5 separate regions of the Mus musculus genome follow, and all the other regions are linked to region 4. A link is a contact called in public Micro-C and promoter capture Hi-C data. All regions are on one chromosome and are shown on one strand. Each heading gives the region's core, a stretch centred on a gene start, on an enhancer-like site or on the middle of the called end of the contact. The rest is flanking DNA. Distances are from core to core; before and after follow the strand shown. Region 1 holds the start of Poldip2 (polymerase (DNA-directed), delta interacting protein 2). Region 2 holds the start of Utp6 (UTP6 small subunit processome component). Region 3 holds the start of Ift20 (intraflagellar transport 20). Region 4 holds the start of Wsb1 (WD repeat and SOCS box-containing 1). Region 5 holds the start of Nlk (nemo like kinase).

What was found. Promoter capture Hi-C pulls out the DNA fragments that hold promoters and counts their contacts. Hi-C and Micro-C count contacts between places; a contact is called where the count stands out from the background.
Region 1: a promoter capture Hi-C map of pre-B cells shows a contact between it and region 4, with 4 times the contacts expected there. The contact joins the promoter of Poldip2 here to the promoter of Wsb1 in region 4. A contact is called at or near these places in 5 of 39 promoter capture datasets (embryonic stem cells, hippocampal neurons, liver and 1 more), 7 of 115 datasets of contacts at active chromatin or transcription factors (cardiomyocytes, embryonic basal ganglia, embryonic forebrain and 2 more) and 1 of 9 other capture datasets (liver).
Region 2: a promoter capture Hi-C map of pre-B cells shows a contact between it and region 4, with 4 times the contacts expected there. The contact joins the promoter of Utp6 here to the promoter of Wsb1 in region 4. A contact is called at or near these places in 4 of 39 promoter capture datasets (hematopoietic stem and progenitor cells, hippocampal neurons, liver and 1 more), 1 of 484 Hi-C or Micro-C datasets (CD4 T cells), 2 of 115 datasets of contacts at active chromatin or transcription factors (cardiomyocytes and pro-B cells) and 2 of 9 other capture datasets (adipose tissue and liver).
Region 3: a Micro-C map of embryonic stem cells shows a contact between it and region 4, with 5 times the contacts expected there. The contact joins the promoter of Ift20 here to the promoter of Wsb1 in region 4. A contact is called at or near these places in 8 of 39 promoter capture datasets (the 3T3-L1 cell line, the C10 cell line, the HPC-7 cell line and 5 more), 2 of 484 Hi-C or Micro-C datasets (both in embryonic stem cells), 14 of 115 datasets of contacts at active chromatin or transcription factors (astrocytes, bone marrow-derived macrophages, cardiomyocytes and 9 more) and 2 of 9 other capture datasets (adipose tissue and liver).
Region 5: a contact with region 4 is called in a promoter capture Hi-C map of hippocampal neurons, with 2.4 times the contacts expected there. The contact joins the promoter of Nlk here to the promoter of Wsb1 in region 4. A contact is called at or near these places in 4 of 39 promoter capture datasets (hippocampal neurons, liver, neural stem cells and 1 more), 1 of 484 Hi-C or Micro-C datasets (CD8 T cells) and 3 of 115 datasets of contacts at active chromatin or transcription factors (cardiomyocytes, effector CD8 T cells and embryonic forebrain).

What each region holds. Positions count from the first base shown.
Region 1 is chr11:78,510,910-78,513,609 of GRCm38.p6, forward strand. It overlaps Poldip2 (polymerase (DNA-directed), delta interacting protein 2), which reads left to right and starts at 1,387. Exons shown (of 11, transcript NM_026389.3): 1 at 1,387-1,563. The coding sequence starts at 1,403. It overlaps Tmem199 (transmembrane protein 199), which reads right to left and starts at 1,259. Exons shown (of 6, transcript NM_199199.3): 1 at 988-1,259. The coding sequence starts at 1,198.
Region 2 is chr11:79,961,133-79,963,832 of GRCm38.p6, forward strand. It overlaps Utp6 (UTP6 small subunit processome component), which reads right to left and starts at 1,255. Exons shown (of 19, transcript NM_144826.3): 1 at 1,086-1,255. The coding sequence starts at 1,177.
Region 3 is chr11:78,535,059-78,537,803 of GRCm38.p6, forward strand. Ift20 (intraflagellar transport 20) reads left to right here and starts at 1,303. Exons shown (of 6, transcript NM_018854.5): 1 at 1,303-1,518. It overlaps Tnfaip1 (tumor necrosis factor, alpha-induced protein 1 (endothelial)), which reads right to left and starts at 1,202. Exons shown (of 7, transcript NM_001159392.1): 1 at 1,028-1,202.
Region 4 is chr11:79,253,303-79,256,002 of GRCm38.p6, forward strand. Wsb1 (WD repeat and SOCS box-containing 1) reads right to left here and starts at 1,393. Exons shown (of 9, transcript NM_019653.3): 1 at 1,051-1,393. The coding sequence starts at 1,090.
Region 5 is chr11:78,695,980-78,698,679 of GRCm38.p6, forward strand. Nlk (nemo like kinase) reads right to left here and starts at 1,446. Exons shown (of 11, transcript NM_008702.3): 1 at 1-1,446. The coding sequence starts at 287.

The DNA.
Region 1 (2,700 bases), core at 137-2,636, 740 kb before region 4:
TAGCTGTCTCTTGAATTCTCATGTACTTCATCTAGACAACTCACAATCTTACTGCCTCAGCCCCTTGGGTTTCAGGTACGTGCCATGCCCAACCTTGTGATCATTTTCTTTCTCTCCTTGTGTTTATTCAATTATTTTTCATTTTACTCAAGATAACTTTCAACTAGGAAAGATTTAGGACAATTCCACCTAAGTATTTTTTAGTGTCATAGAGTGGACTTTAACTGTCAGTCTTCGTTACCAACCCTACCTCACCACTACCAATGGTAGGTTATTTCTGTGAAAATAATAGATCTGTCCTAGTCAGGATTGGGTTGTGATGCTAAACACTCAGCGGACACTGTATTAGAGGATCTTTTTCTAAGATTCTCTTAAGTCTAAATAGTTGATCATCTACCCTTTGCACTTCTGGCCAGGATATGTTAACTCTGGCAAGGTAAGTTACATGCCAGTTTACCCTATTCCCTACCTTAACATAAGTAAATAGGTCTGAAAAGGAGAAATGACTTCTTTACAATGTCTAGAACTACATGCGACTCAATCCAGATCTTTCAATAGTTTTTGTTGTTGTTACCGTTTCCCTACCCTCACCCCTAAACTGGGGCTTGCACCTTTACCTTTGAGATGGAAGGAAAAAAAATCACTTTTTCCAAACACGATATGCTCACTATTGATATATGGCCCTCAAATGGAGAAACTCAACCTGTCAGATAGTACTGGGCTACAATCTCGACTTCCTAAAAAAATTCACATGGACTTAGGTGGCACTAAAAGAGGACTCAACAAAATCTGAAAATACGTTTTGTAACACACTAAGAATTTTCACGGAAGTTAAGATGGAAGTAGTAAACCTGGGGTTTATGAGAAGGCTTTTGGACTGGATATATGAGAACTCGGTAGGCACTCGAGAGTGATGGGGGGAAAATACGCCTCAGAAGGGATTAGATCTGAAAAGAACGCGGCGACTCTTGAATGGGGACCGCTCACTTCTTTCTCTCAGGTGCTGATGCAGATCTCGGATGAGACGGAATGAAACCAGGCGCCGGGGTCCCGTGGCATTATCACTGCCCGCGTGTTTCTTTCCCAGAGCAGCCTCGAGCTGGGCACGCAGCTTCCGGGGGAGCTGCTCCCGTTCCAGTTCTCCGCCAGGACCCAAAGCGCGAACCAGTCGTTCGCCGGCAAGCAAGGAAGACGCCATTTCTGCCTCACGCTCTGATCAGGTGATCCCAAACTCGGACTTCCGCTCACAGGCGCCGGATGTAGCTGGAGGAGCCCACGCGGCCGCGGGGGGCGGGCCCGAGGGGAGGGGCTTAGGCGCGGGGCAGTGTGGGGCGGGGGCGGGACGGCGCCCCGCCGCGGGTCGGGCCCTGTGTCAGCAGCCGAGCGGGCGCTCGGGCGGGACATGGCTGGTTGTGTGGCCCGACGGGCCCTAGCAGTGGGCAGCCGCTGGTGGTCTCGGTCGCTGGCCACGACCCGAGGGTCGAGGCCACTGTGTGCGGTCGGTGGAGCAGGGGGCCTTCCGCCGGTGGCCACAGCGACGACCCGAAGGCATCTGTCGTCCCGGTGAGGGACGGAGAGAGGGGGCCAGGGAGCCGGGCCCAGAATCTAGGGAGCGTTTTCTACCTAGCTACTAAGGAAGCCAGGAGGCCTGACTCTGTTTGGGCAGCCGGAGTGCCACCTGAGAAAGGGTCCCGAGGAGAGAGCCGACACGGGCTGCTTGGGACATGTGCCAAGAGCAAAGAAGGGAGCACTGCCCAGGGCCCTGGCAGTGCAGGGCAGCTCCGAGGGAGAACAAGTAACGCTTCTTAGGCGAATCCTGCCTCCCAGGCTGGGGTCCCCGGCACCTGGAGTGGGCTGCCATTTAATACAACTACAGGGATCCCCGGGCCCTTTTGGGTCAGTGACTCTCAGAAATATGCTATTCTGTGGGAAACAAGTCGATTTAAGTGTCTACCTTTGTGGGTCCTGTTTCCATGTGACCTTGGGGAGACTGATTTTGCCCATGTGACTTGGGAAATAGGGGTTGAGGCTCGGGGGGGGGGGGGCGGTGTAAACAAAGCCTTGTAGGGATCAGACAGGATTGAAAAGTTGGCTATGAAGTTAACATTTCCAAAGTAACATTACAGTGCTTTGATGGATCCATAGCAAAATTAATCCTATTTAAAAGGATAAGTTGATGGAAATGACCTGATAGTGGTTAAGGGAGGTATTTGCTATTTAAGACAAGTAAATGTGAAAAGACACTGGGTGGAGACACGGCAGTGCTAAGTGTACTGTGTGGGGTACCTTTGAGAATCTAGAAATGCTAGGTCCTGAGGTCAGGGTAAAGACTTAGAATTTACAGCACAGTTGAATGTGTAGGATTGGGAGAATCATGCTGTGTAGCCAGATGGGCCCAGAACCTGTTATTTTCCAGCCTTAGCCTTAAGAGCCCTGGGATTACCGATGTGTGGAACCATTTTTGGTTCAGAACAATTCTTCCAAGTAGCAAATGCCAGGCTTAGTGAGTATACTGCCAAGCAGCAGTGGGTAAAAGTAGAGACAGAAGAACTGCTTGCCTCAGAACAAATGCTTTTTGAGCACCTCTTACACACTAGGCATGTCTCTCAGGTCCTTAATGGACTCAAGGCATGCATACCAGGAACTGAAATGCAAAGTTGGAAGGATGGTTAACATGTGGGGGGGGGGGAAGACCCGGAG
Region 2 (2,700 bases), core at 5-2,504, 710 kb after region 4:
ACAAAGATTTCTCCTCCAAATTTAGGCTACTTAGGGGCTTGTCTTGGGGTGTGTGTGTGTGTGTGTGTGTGTGTATGTATACATTCTCTAGAATCAAACTCAAGGCGTTGGCATGCTAAGCAAGCACTCTGCAATGCTCTTAGCTTCAATGCTTAGGTTTTTGTTAACCAAATCTCTATCCTAAAATCTTGGGTCTATTTTCAGCATGTAAATTCTTAAAACCTAAATTGTCTCTAACTAAATATTACGACAAAGGAGTGAGCATACATGTGTTCTAAGAAAAACAGAATACTCAAGACAATATTTAAGAATGGTAACACATTTAGCACCGCGCCCCCCTTGTTTTTCCAGACAGGTAGCACTCACAGGGATCCGCCCACCTCTGCCTCCCAAGTCCTGGGATTGAAGGCCGGTGCCCTGACTCCGGGCAACATTTAGCACTTTCTAAGCGTCCTCGCGGTGTTTCCTAACGTTTTTCTTTGCGGATCCTACACTCACACTACTACTGCACTTTTATCTAGAGTCATAGAAAAGTAAACTGTTACAGAAAATCACTAAAAGTAACTGATTTTACCAAATTACCAAATGCCAACTATATTCCGTGCCCTGTGGCAGAGCGCTAAAGAAGCATAGGAAATGAATTGAATGGTCTTCAGTCTATAAGTTTAGTTAGGGAGACCTACCCACTCCCCCTGGGCTTCCGTGGCGCTGTACTCGACTATCTAAAGCTGTATACCCCAAACTTTTAAACTATAACCATTTTCTAATCGGAATTCTCCCGCCATTCACACTGCCCAGTATCCTTGACGGGCTAGGATCCTGGCTGGATCACCTTTACGGCCGCAAGACCCTGACCATTGGATGACGGTCAGTAGGAAGGGTAAACGGACTGATTATGGATCGCATTGCAATACGTTAAAGTTGAATTCTGACCGTGGTCAAATTCCAGCCACGGACTTTTCCCTCTGCTAGCATGGTAGCTACAAACAAACTCAGAAAAGTCAGCACGCCGGTCCCCGCCACACACTGGCCTCAAGCTCCCCTCCGGCCTCCCCGCTCCTTCCTCTTCCCTGATCCTCTCTCACTTAATCTCCGCGTGACTGAAGAGTCCGATGCGCTCCAGCTGTTCCAACTCCGGGATTCGATCTTCTATACGTTCCTGAATTATCTCCGCCATGAGGCTGGAACTTCACAAGCAGCCGGGCGGCCGATAAGCGTAGAGAACAGCCACCTTTCAGCCTCACTCTTAGTGATTGACTGAACGTGCTTCGTAAGTCCCGCCTTTTCCGCTTCCGCCATTGGGGAGCCCCTCTTTTCTAGCGAAGCCGCTGTCGCCTCCCTGTGGTTGACTATAGGATTGCAGCAAGAACCTTTTCCGGTCTGGGAATGCATCTTTTGCGGGGGCGGGGCTGGGGGCGGGGCTAAATCCTCGCGCCTCGGAGACCGGAAAAAGCTCCTCCCGGAATACCTGATAGGAGCTTTAAGTACGCTACCTGGAAGTCATTTGTTTTTATCATGCTCCTGTCGCAGGTTCTCGCTTCTCGTCACCGAGAACACTGAAAACTAAAAAATGTAACTGAAGACGATATTGTTAATTATGCAAATTCGATGAGGCTCTAAGGCTGCGGACCAGCTGCCCTGGTCTTAGTCGGCTGGCTTCACGAAACCAGTATGGTAACCGTGCATTTTCACGTCCCAATGAAAGCCTCTGAATGGTTGGTTCTTTTTAAAATGGTGAGAAAAAATGTATTATTTAAATAATTAGGGCCATCGTGCTACCTAGCCTGGCAACCTAAATTCGGTAGAAGGAGAGCACTGACTCCTGCAAATTATCCTCTGATCTCAACACGCGTTCTATGGCGCGTGTGCCCGCCCACGTGAATACACACACGGTTTTTAAATTAAAAATAAATATCTTGACCTATGTAGACAAAATACTTCAAAATTTTAGGCACTGGATAAATAGCAGAAACTGTCATTTGTTTTAGAAAACAATGAAAAGTTTGAAAGTTGGTGAAATAGATCAATATTTACACAGATCTTCCTTACAACATTGTCCAAGCAAATTAGTGTTTCTAAGAGATCCACCTTGGAAGCAACATTGCTGTATAATTACTACCACCTTAAAAAAAAAATCTGTGGTTCCCTTCTCTGTTAAGTTCTGGAAGATGATAAAAAGCCAAAGCAGGGCTTCTTGCTAGACCTGTTATTAGAACACTCACGTCGTTACCCCGGTCTTCTACGTGATTTATGAGAGGGAACTAGACTTCATAGTCACCCAGAGCCACCCAGCTCCTTGCTTTCCTTCCCTTTCTGTTTCACATCTTGTCCCACTGGCCTCAGAACTGACACAAAGGTCAATGTGAGCTTCATCACTTCCCAGCCCTTTCAGATCTAAGATCTGAGACATGGAAGGAAATCATGTATGTAAATTAAAGATGCAGTTTCCTTGTAATAGTAACGCAGGACTTGTTGTTATTAGTCAGAATGGGGATGACTGTGAACAGCAAGTCCAGTGTGGGCAGGAAGCTTGTAATAATAAAAAAAAAAATCAACAAATAAATGCGCAAGTGTAAGGCATTTATAACGTTTCTTTAAGTTCAAGGAAGTCAACAAGCCTGACAGATTGTAATCCTTCCTTTCCAGACAAATTTGACAGAGAGTAATGAGCTAACTACAGTTCTTTGTTGTTTTTTTTTT
Region 3 (2,745 bases), core at 53-2,552, 720 kb before region 4:
CCACAACACTGGTCCTCAAACAAGAATTAAGTATATACATCAGCTTGCTAAACTAAAACTGACCCTGAAGAGATTTCAGTATGTCCTTGGAATGGTCGGGAGTGGGGGGCTTTCAGGAAGGTCTATATTGGTGCTATATTAAGTAGCATATCCTTTTGATGGCTTAATTGCTTTCAGTGATGGAACATGGAGGAAACGAGCTCCGGGAGTCTGACAGTAACACTACAATGCTAGACTGGTGAGCGACTGACCGCCTTACCTCAAAGCGGGAAAAAAATCAACTCCTCAACAAGTTTTAGCAAGTTCCTCACATACTTTGTGTGCAGTCCCATTTCCCCAGAATCAAGGAAGCACATAAACACGTTCTGCCAAATCAAAGAAACCCAAGTGACTAGGCTTGCCAACTGAGGAAGTCAAATCCGGAGCTAATCTATTCTTTTCCTCCTAAGAGCTACTTTGAGTCCTAGATGACGTCAGACCAGATTCCACCCAGACCAATTAGGTCCAAGAGTCCAATGGCAGGTGACGCCCTAGAAAGAAATTTCTGAGAGGATGAAGTTTCCACTGATAGTTTCAGGGCTCTTTCCTCAGGACTTCGCCTGTGGATAGAGGGGTAATCCTGGGGCTGGGGAACATACACGTGTCTCTATGGGAACCTAATGCGAAGCCAAGCAGAACAAAGCGCAAACGATCACGGTAGTTCAAAGACTTGGGGTTCTAAAGGAAGGACACGAGGTACGGCGAGGTGGGAAGGCTGATTTTGGCAAGAAAGGTCAGAAATCGTGGAAGCGGCTCTTATGTTTCACCCAAAGGCTCTCCAGTGGAAATGGAGAAACATCCCATGTCTCTCGTTGCAGTGTAGGCTGCTCTCCCGCCACACCCCTCCTCTTCTGAAAAACTGAGATCCGTGGTGCCTCCCATCCCCAGAAAAGACCTGAACTTCATCCCCGCGCGCCATCCCGTGCCTTTTGCCCAGGACTCAGCAGAGCCTGTCCTTCCCCTCTGCACCCGCACCTCTGGCTCTCACCGTCCGCGGGGACGCCTCTCCGAGTCTCAGTCAAGTAGCAAGCGGACTCGGTGCCACCTCTGGCCTGCGGCTGCCTGCAATCTCGGCTGTGAGCTCACATCCTGCGCCCGCCGACTCCGGAGTTACAGCCCAACCCTACAGATCGGGAAAGAGACTACAAGACCCGGCATGCACAGCGCGCGAGCTAGCAGTGGGTCGAAAACTTGACGTTTGACTTCCTTCTACTTCCGGGTTCGGGAACAAATCTACTTCCCGTGTCGTAGTCCCCGCCCCCTGAGCAAAGGCTTCTGGGCCTAGTGGGCAGTTATCGCGTGTTGCATCTATTTCCCAGCAAGCACCGCAGGGTGGGCGGATGCTGGTGCTTCTGGACTCGGGGGTGACGTGTGGCTCCTAGATCTTGTCTCCGTGGCAGCAGCCGGTTGCAGTTGCCGGAGAGAAGCTTCTACCGACAGTCGTCAGGGCCGCAGAGCGCTGCCGAGGCGGCTCGTCAGGTAGGTCGGGGACGTGGAGGACTTGGGACGGGAGGAGGCCGACGTGACCCAGCGCCGAGGATTGGCTGGACCGGGTGGAAAGCGGCGGTTTCCCTACCTCGGAGTTTTTAGGGATCGGGTTTACACTCAGCTCAGCCTGGCTCCCTCGATGTCACCGGTGAACCGAGGTTCGGACATTGCAGGAGTATAATTTAGTAAAGACAGCCGCGCCATTTGCCCAGTTCTTCCTGTGTCTACGCCTTCTCCAAACTCCACAGCTACAACTATTTGTTGTGCCTGCGGACCTGGGAGAGCCAGGGAGCGTAGAGCCAGGCACAGCCTTCATGCTTAGGAAACTCAATCCCACGTTCCTGGAGCATATTTGTGGTGGGAGTTAGGGGTGGGCTGGGGATCTGATAGCCCGCTATGTACCATATCTATCTTACCCATCTCTTTAAACTGTCCTTTCCAGCCATACTCTCGGTCCAATCCAGATCCATGGCAATCGTGTTTGGCTCCTTTCTTCACTTTTCTCCAAAGTGCTGCATTAAGCATTACTAAATTCTGTCAATTCAGACATCATCTGATCTCTGAACTCCCGTTCGGCTTCAAATCTTTTCTTCTGTTACAGCCTTCTGTTTCCACATGAATTCATTCATTCTGCAAACATTATCAGAGTGCCACTTACCTGCAGGCAGCCTGCTTAGAGATGCTTGGCTCACAGTGAGAAATTTGGAAAGGACGCCTCTATTCTGCTCTTCCCTGTTCCCTCTGTTTGGCCAAGGCAGTGAGTGATCTTTCCAACTCTGATCAATAAGCACTGCCGAAATCCACTGCTAGCGGTTATCATTATAAAAAATAATCCAAGTTCAGCTGGGTGTGGTGGCGCATGCCTTTAATCCCAGCACTTGGGAGGCAGAGGCAGGTGGATTTCTGAGTTCGAGGCCAGCCTGGTCTACAAAAGTGAGTTCCAGGACAGCCAGGGCTACACAGAGAAACCCTGTCTCGACAAACAAAACAAAACCCAAGTTCATTTACTCATCCAGCTATAGCCGGTTGCCAGCCTTGCTCCCTCTTGCTGTTTTGATCCCAGGACCCTTTGTGTCAAAATCTTCCAGCCTTAGGACGCCCCCATATGCTTTTCCCTATGCCCACAATGTCCCTCTCCCTTCTCTTAGAAGATTTTCTGGACGTGTTTAGGTCCCAGATTGTTTTTTCTGAAGGCTTTTGTTGACCTCTCTGCCTACT
Region 4 (2,700 bases), core at 143-2,642:
ACAAGGCTAACCAGATTCAAGTTCTTCCTCACATTCCATCCTCCGATTTCACGACCAGAAAGGAAGTGTGACAGTGCCTTGTTAAAGAGGGTAGTAGCTCAGTTATAGCCTGACCTGGAACTCTTCACACACTCATGGAGTCCTGCCCCTACCTTTAGCATGGACATGAAAATCCAATTGACAAAACTGTAAAGTCAGTGTCTACTGACGATAATTTTGTTCAACGAATGTCATCCAATGGGCTCAAAGGTGACTCCTTTGAGAGAATTTAAATAATGCTAAGTGCTTTAAAGGGGCCAACGGGCAGGTCTGGCCCACGCCCTTCCACTCCCCATTGTCCAGGCTTCAGCCAGACGCGTGACAGGTCTAGCCACGGCTACATCCTCTGTACAATAGCCCTCCTTCAGCCATTCCACCTATTCTCACGGCTCCTTCCACCCCCACCCCCCCGTGTAGGTGGGCAACATATTCCCTCCTTAGAACCCTTCACTTTCATAACGCCATCCTTTAAAAAACACTAAAACTTTTTTTTCTACGCCGCTGACACCTCTCCAGGTCCCTTTCTCAATAGAGTACCGGACATACAGATGCTGCTGTTCCTGCTGCGCCTCAAAAAACACAAAAGTTCACAACTTCTTCCCACCAAAGAGAGCCTAGGATAGACCACTTAGCCTATGCTAGTAACTCTCCAGGTCCATTCGATATCCAAGACACAGCCGGGAGAATCCCAGGACGTCCGATCCGCACCCCAGCTGTGATGGTGTCACTAGGGTTTGCCCGGCGCTGAGCAAACTCGGGAGGCCCGCTCTGGGTCCATTCACTCCCGGCCGACGCCCATCGCGGGACCGCTTCCTCCCGCCACGCAGCGTCAGTCCTTGCTCCTCTCCATTTCTCCGGAGCCCGGGCATCCGGTCCCCCGCGCTCGTGGGCCTTGGCATCGGACTTCCCCGTTCTCCCATCCCCCACCCCCGTTTTCCCCCCGGGCCCCGGAGCCAGCCCCTTCACGCTCTGCCGGTAGACCCCGCGCTCCCCCTCCATCCCGAGCCTCACCGATCTCTTTCTCGTTAACCCTCGGGGGAAAGCTGGCCATCTATGGGGCACCGTCTGATTCCGGGAACTCGATTCGGACGCGACAACAGAGAAGGGACTCAGCGGGGGCTGAGGGGCGTGACGCGGGCTCAGGCTCTCCCGGGTGTGGAGACTGCAGAGAGAGCGCGGGCGGCCGCTGCGGCTTCTGCGGACTGCCCGGAGGAAATCACCGGAATGCCTGGAACAAAGCCACCGGGTCACACTCAGACAAAAGAGCCGGCGCGCCTTCCACTCACAGACTCACACAGCCCGCCAATGCTTCCGCCGCCAAACCAGACACTGAGACAAGATGGCGGGCGGCACTGATAATATCTGGGAGGCGGGGTGTAGTGGGTGACGTCAGACCATCAGGCCCCGCCCCTCGACGCAGGGGACGTGATGGTCTGGATTCACGGACGGGCGTGAGCCCTCAAAGCGCGACCTGCGGGCATTTTCGAAGTCGAAGGCTCATTGCCAAGGGCAAGCCCGGGATTATATAATGCACGTGACCGAACCGGAAAGGGCAAAGTAGACGTTTCACGTGCTTAATCCCTTTTAGCTACGTCTCTGGCTCCTTAGTACCTGGGAAGTGAAGGTTGCGCTGAAGAAAGATATGATGGAAACTAGCATAGTGGTGTCCAATTGGTCAGGACAGAACAAACTGGTTTTAGGAAAGACTCAGTTGATGAAGGAGACCCAGGGTGATGGGCACCTCTGAGGCCTCCCCAAGACTGCCTCTGTTCTAATTGGTCCCTAAAGTCAGGTCTCCTGAAGAGCTGGCCAATATGACCTCTACCTCAGAATCTGCCCTTCTTCCACAGAAGTTGAGGTCTCTAGGAAGCAGCTAGCTATTCCACATCATTGTTTGGGTGTGCCCCACATCTCAATCTAAGTACCATCTATAAATGATGTCATTGCATTTTAGTGGCCCTTGCGGGACTCTTTCTTCCAAAGGATAACAGATAACGGCTTAGATTTTCTCAGATACTCCTGGAAGACAGAATTGCCCAGCATAACTTTAGATCTCAAACACCATAGGTAGTGCATGTACTGTGTGCATGTCCCTTTGCCCAAGGTAGAAATTCTTAAGATCATGATGATTAATAGAAATAAATCATCCCCTTCTTTAAAAAAAATTACTTGGTTACTGCTTGACAATATGTTTGTCCAGAACTTCATGCACGGCAATGGTGCTGCCTGACGAACAGTAGAAGGAAAAAGAAAATTCAATCTTGTCAAATACAGACCATTATTGTCCCCTAATGTTTTTAGCTTATTTATTTATTATGTGTGTATGAGATATGTGCATGTTTTTGAGTCTTTTTTTTTTTTTGAGAGTTCATGTGTCTTAAATGCTTCTGTGTGAATGCAGGCATTCAGAGGTCAGATGACATCCTAGGATATGAGTCCTCACCTCCCACCTTTCCTGAGACAGGGTCTCTCATGATTTCAGTGCTTGTATACCATGCTAGCTGGCCCTGTAACTTCCCGACTCCCTGACAGCCCTGTTAGAGTGAAGGGATTGTAGAGTAGTAGTCTGTAATCTCCTGCCTTCTGCTTTAACCTGGGTTCTGGGCTTTCGAACGGTCAGGTTTGCATTTTCACCTCTGAGCCATCTTCCCAGCTATTTTT
Region 5 (2,700 bases), core at 196-2,695, 560 kb before region 4:
GATGGGAAATATGGCTGTTGTTGCCCAGGGTTTAACATGGCTGCGGCTGCAGCTGCTGCGGCGGCTGCCGCAGCTGCCGAAGACGTATGCTGCTGGACTGGGTGTACGGCAGCAGCCGACCCCGGATGAAGGTGGTGTTGAGGGTGGTGGTGGTGGTGAAGGTGAGGAGGAGGAAGGTGTGGAAGGTGGTGATGATGGTGGTGGTGGTGACCTGCTGCAGCTGCAGATGTACCGCCATTGTAAGCCGCCATCATTTTTGCGTTGGCTCTTGTGCCACAAAGAGACATTCAAAAAAATGCCCTTTGATTGGAAAGCAAACTGGGTCAAGCTGTCATTTGGCCATTTAAAAAAATGAAGAAAAACCACTCACTCCACCTCAAAAAACATAGAGCGGAACTGGCTTTATGTCTTCATCGGTCAATCCAGACAAGTTTGACAATCTTGGGTGTTCGATTTGGGGGTGAGAGTGTGTGGAAGGGTATGGGTTGTCAAAATAAAAGTTAAGAACATAAAATAAGAAGAAAAAAAAAAGGAAAAGAAAAAGGGAAAAGGGCCCCTTCCCCCCAGGATTCCTGCCACAAGTGGATACTAAAACTCCATTCTTAATGGGGGGGAGGTTCCAACTTTGAATGTGGGAATAAAGGCCAAACCTCCCGACCCCCTGAACTCCGCACACGAAAAGGATCTGGTAACACGCCACCCTTGGAATCTTGTAAGAGGGTTGACTCATCTACCCCTTCCATTCCCACATCCTTTTCTAAACACCTCCCACCTCCTCAAAAACACAATTAAAAAAAAATTCCAACCACTCTAAATCAAAAAAGATGAGGGGAAATTATCAGGGAAACCAGCTTCCAGCTTCCCTCCCCTCGAACTCTCAGGCCTTCCTACATCGCCCCCTACTCCGAGTCTGGTTGACCTGATTGGGGGGACTGAGGAGATGTACCAAACTTTCCTAGGCAGAATGAGCCAGGGAAGGAGGCTGGAGGAAGAGAGTGAGGCGAAGAGGCGACAGGCAGGACAGAAGAGGAGAGAGAAAACCCCGGCAAAAGTGAAGGGAAGAAGGTGCAGGGAGGGAATGAAAGAGCGGTGGGCAGTACTCGGACGCCCAGACACAGGGAACCGCCCCGGAGGAGGTTAGGGTCCCGGGGCCAAAGAATAGGAGCCCCGGGAAGCGGGCGGGGGACGGTCGGAAGCAGGCTGACTCCTGCCCCCGCCGCCGCCGGCTTGTGCTGAGGAGGGTTGGGGGGGAGAGCGGGTGGGTCCCCCGCGCGACGGCCCCTGCAGGGCTCAAGGCTGCTCCGTCTCCCCCCCTCCCCCCCACCCGGCTTCCGTGCCCACGGTCGCTTTCTCCACAGCCGCCGTGACCGCTTTCTCTTCAGCCGCCGCCTTCTCAGCCGCCGGTGCCGCCGCGGCCGGACTCACCTCCCCTAGCAAAGCCGGATAGAGCGGAGCCAGCGGCGGACACGCGCAACCAGCCGCCGAGGCCCCGCCCCCGCCTCACACTGACCGGCTGCCCTAGCCAATCCACGCCCACCTGTCCGCGTCCGCCTCCAATCCCTGGCCGGAAGCTTCAGACAGGCGCACTGGTCGACCAGTGGCAACCAGGTGTGGGTCTCCTGGGGAAATCCCGCCCCCGGTTCAGGATGGGCAGACAGACAGACCAATAAAAAGGCAAATCTTGGCCTGACCGACAAGACTGAAAGCCAATTAAAAATCAAAAATCTCCGTGACTTTTTTTTTTTTTCTTTCGCCTCTCTCCTCTTTTCTTTTTCTTCTTTTATTTTTTTTTTATTTTTTTATTTTTGGAAAGAGCAGGAAGCTGCGTGCTAATCCCGCCTGCAAGAGCTAGAAGAGAGGGGCGGAATGAGGAAAAAAACCAATCACGAGCCAGGAACAAAGAACAGAGAAACCAATCCTTGGGTTGAAGACTAAGTGGGATGGAACTGAGTACAAATAGATATATAATTGGACAAATGGGGGAAAAAAGATTGACATAGGTCCCGCCTTTCGTATGTCCCATTGGATAGCATTGTGGAGAATTTGCTGTCATATCGGAGACGACATCTTCAGGAGGCGGGGCTAAGAGAGAGGTGTGGTTTTGATGTGGGCGGGACTTAGGCGGAGAAGGCGGAGTCTAAATTATCACTGGTCCATTGATAGGAGCCATCTACAACTCTTTCTAAGGTACAAGATATGGGAAAAAATAGAAGGAGCAAAAAGGCATGTTAAGCTTCAAAAACTCAAGGTTTCGTAATACGAAACAAAGTAGACTCATCAGTTAAGCTTGATTTTGACCAAAAAGAGGCTTTATTTTCAGTATACCAAGACTGCAAAATTTATACAAATTAAAAACCAGGGGAAAAAAAAAACACGTTAAAGCCCCTAAACAGTAATAATCTCCCAAAGTTTTCTGGTCAAGTAAGTTCCATTCATTGAAATTTTACTAGAAGAACATCATTCTTTGATATTACTTTGCTTAACCTAAATTTATTCTTAAATACTAGGCTAACAGACATTCTTTTCAATAAAACTGTGTATCAAAACCTAGAGGCCATTTTTGATTCCTCTTTTGCCTGTCCACTCTTCCCTTTCCTATCAAGAAAGTAGTCTTAAACACCTTTGAGCTCCTCTCCACTTCTACTCCTCAATTTGCATTACCTGACTGTAACACCAATAGTGTATTTAATGCATCTCCCT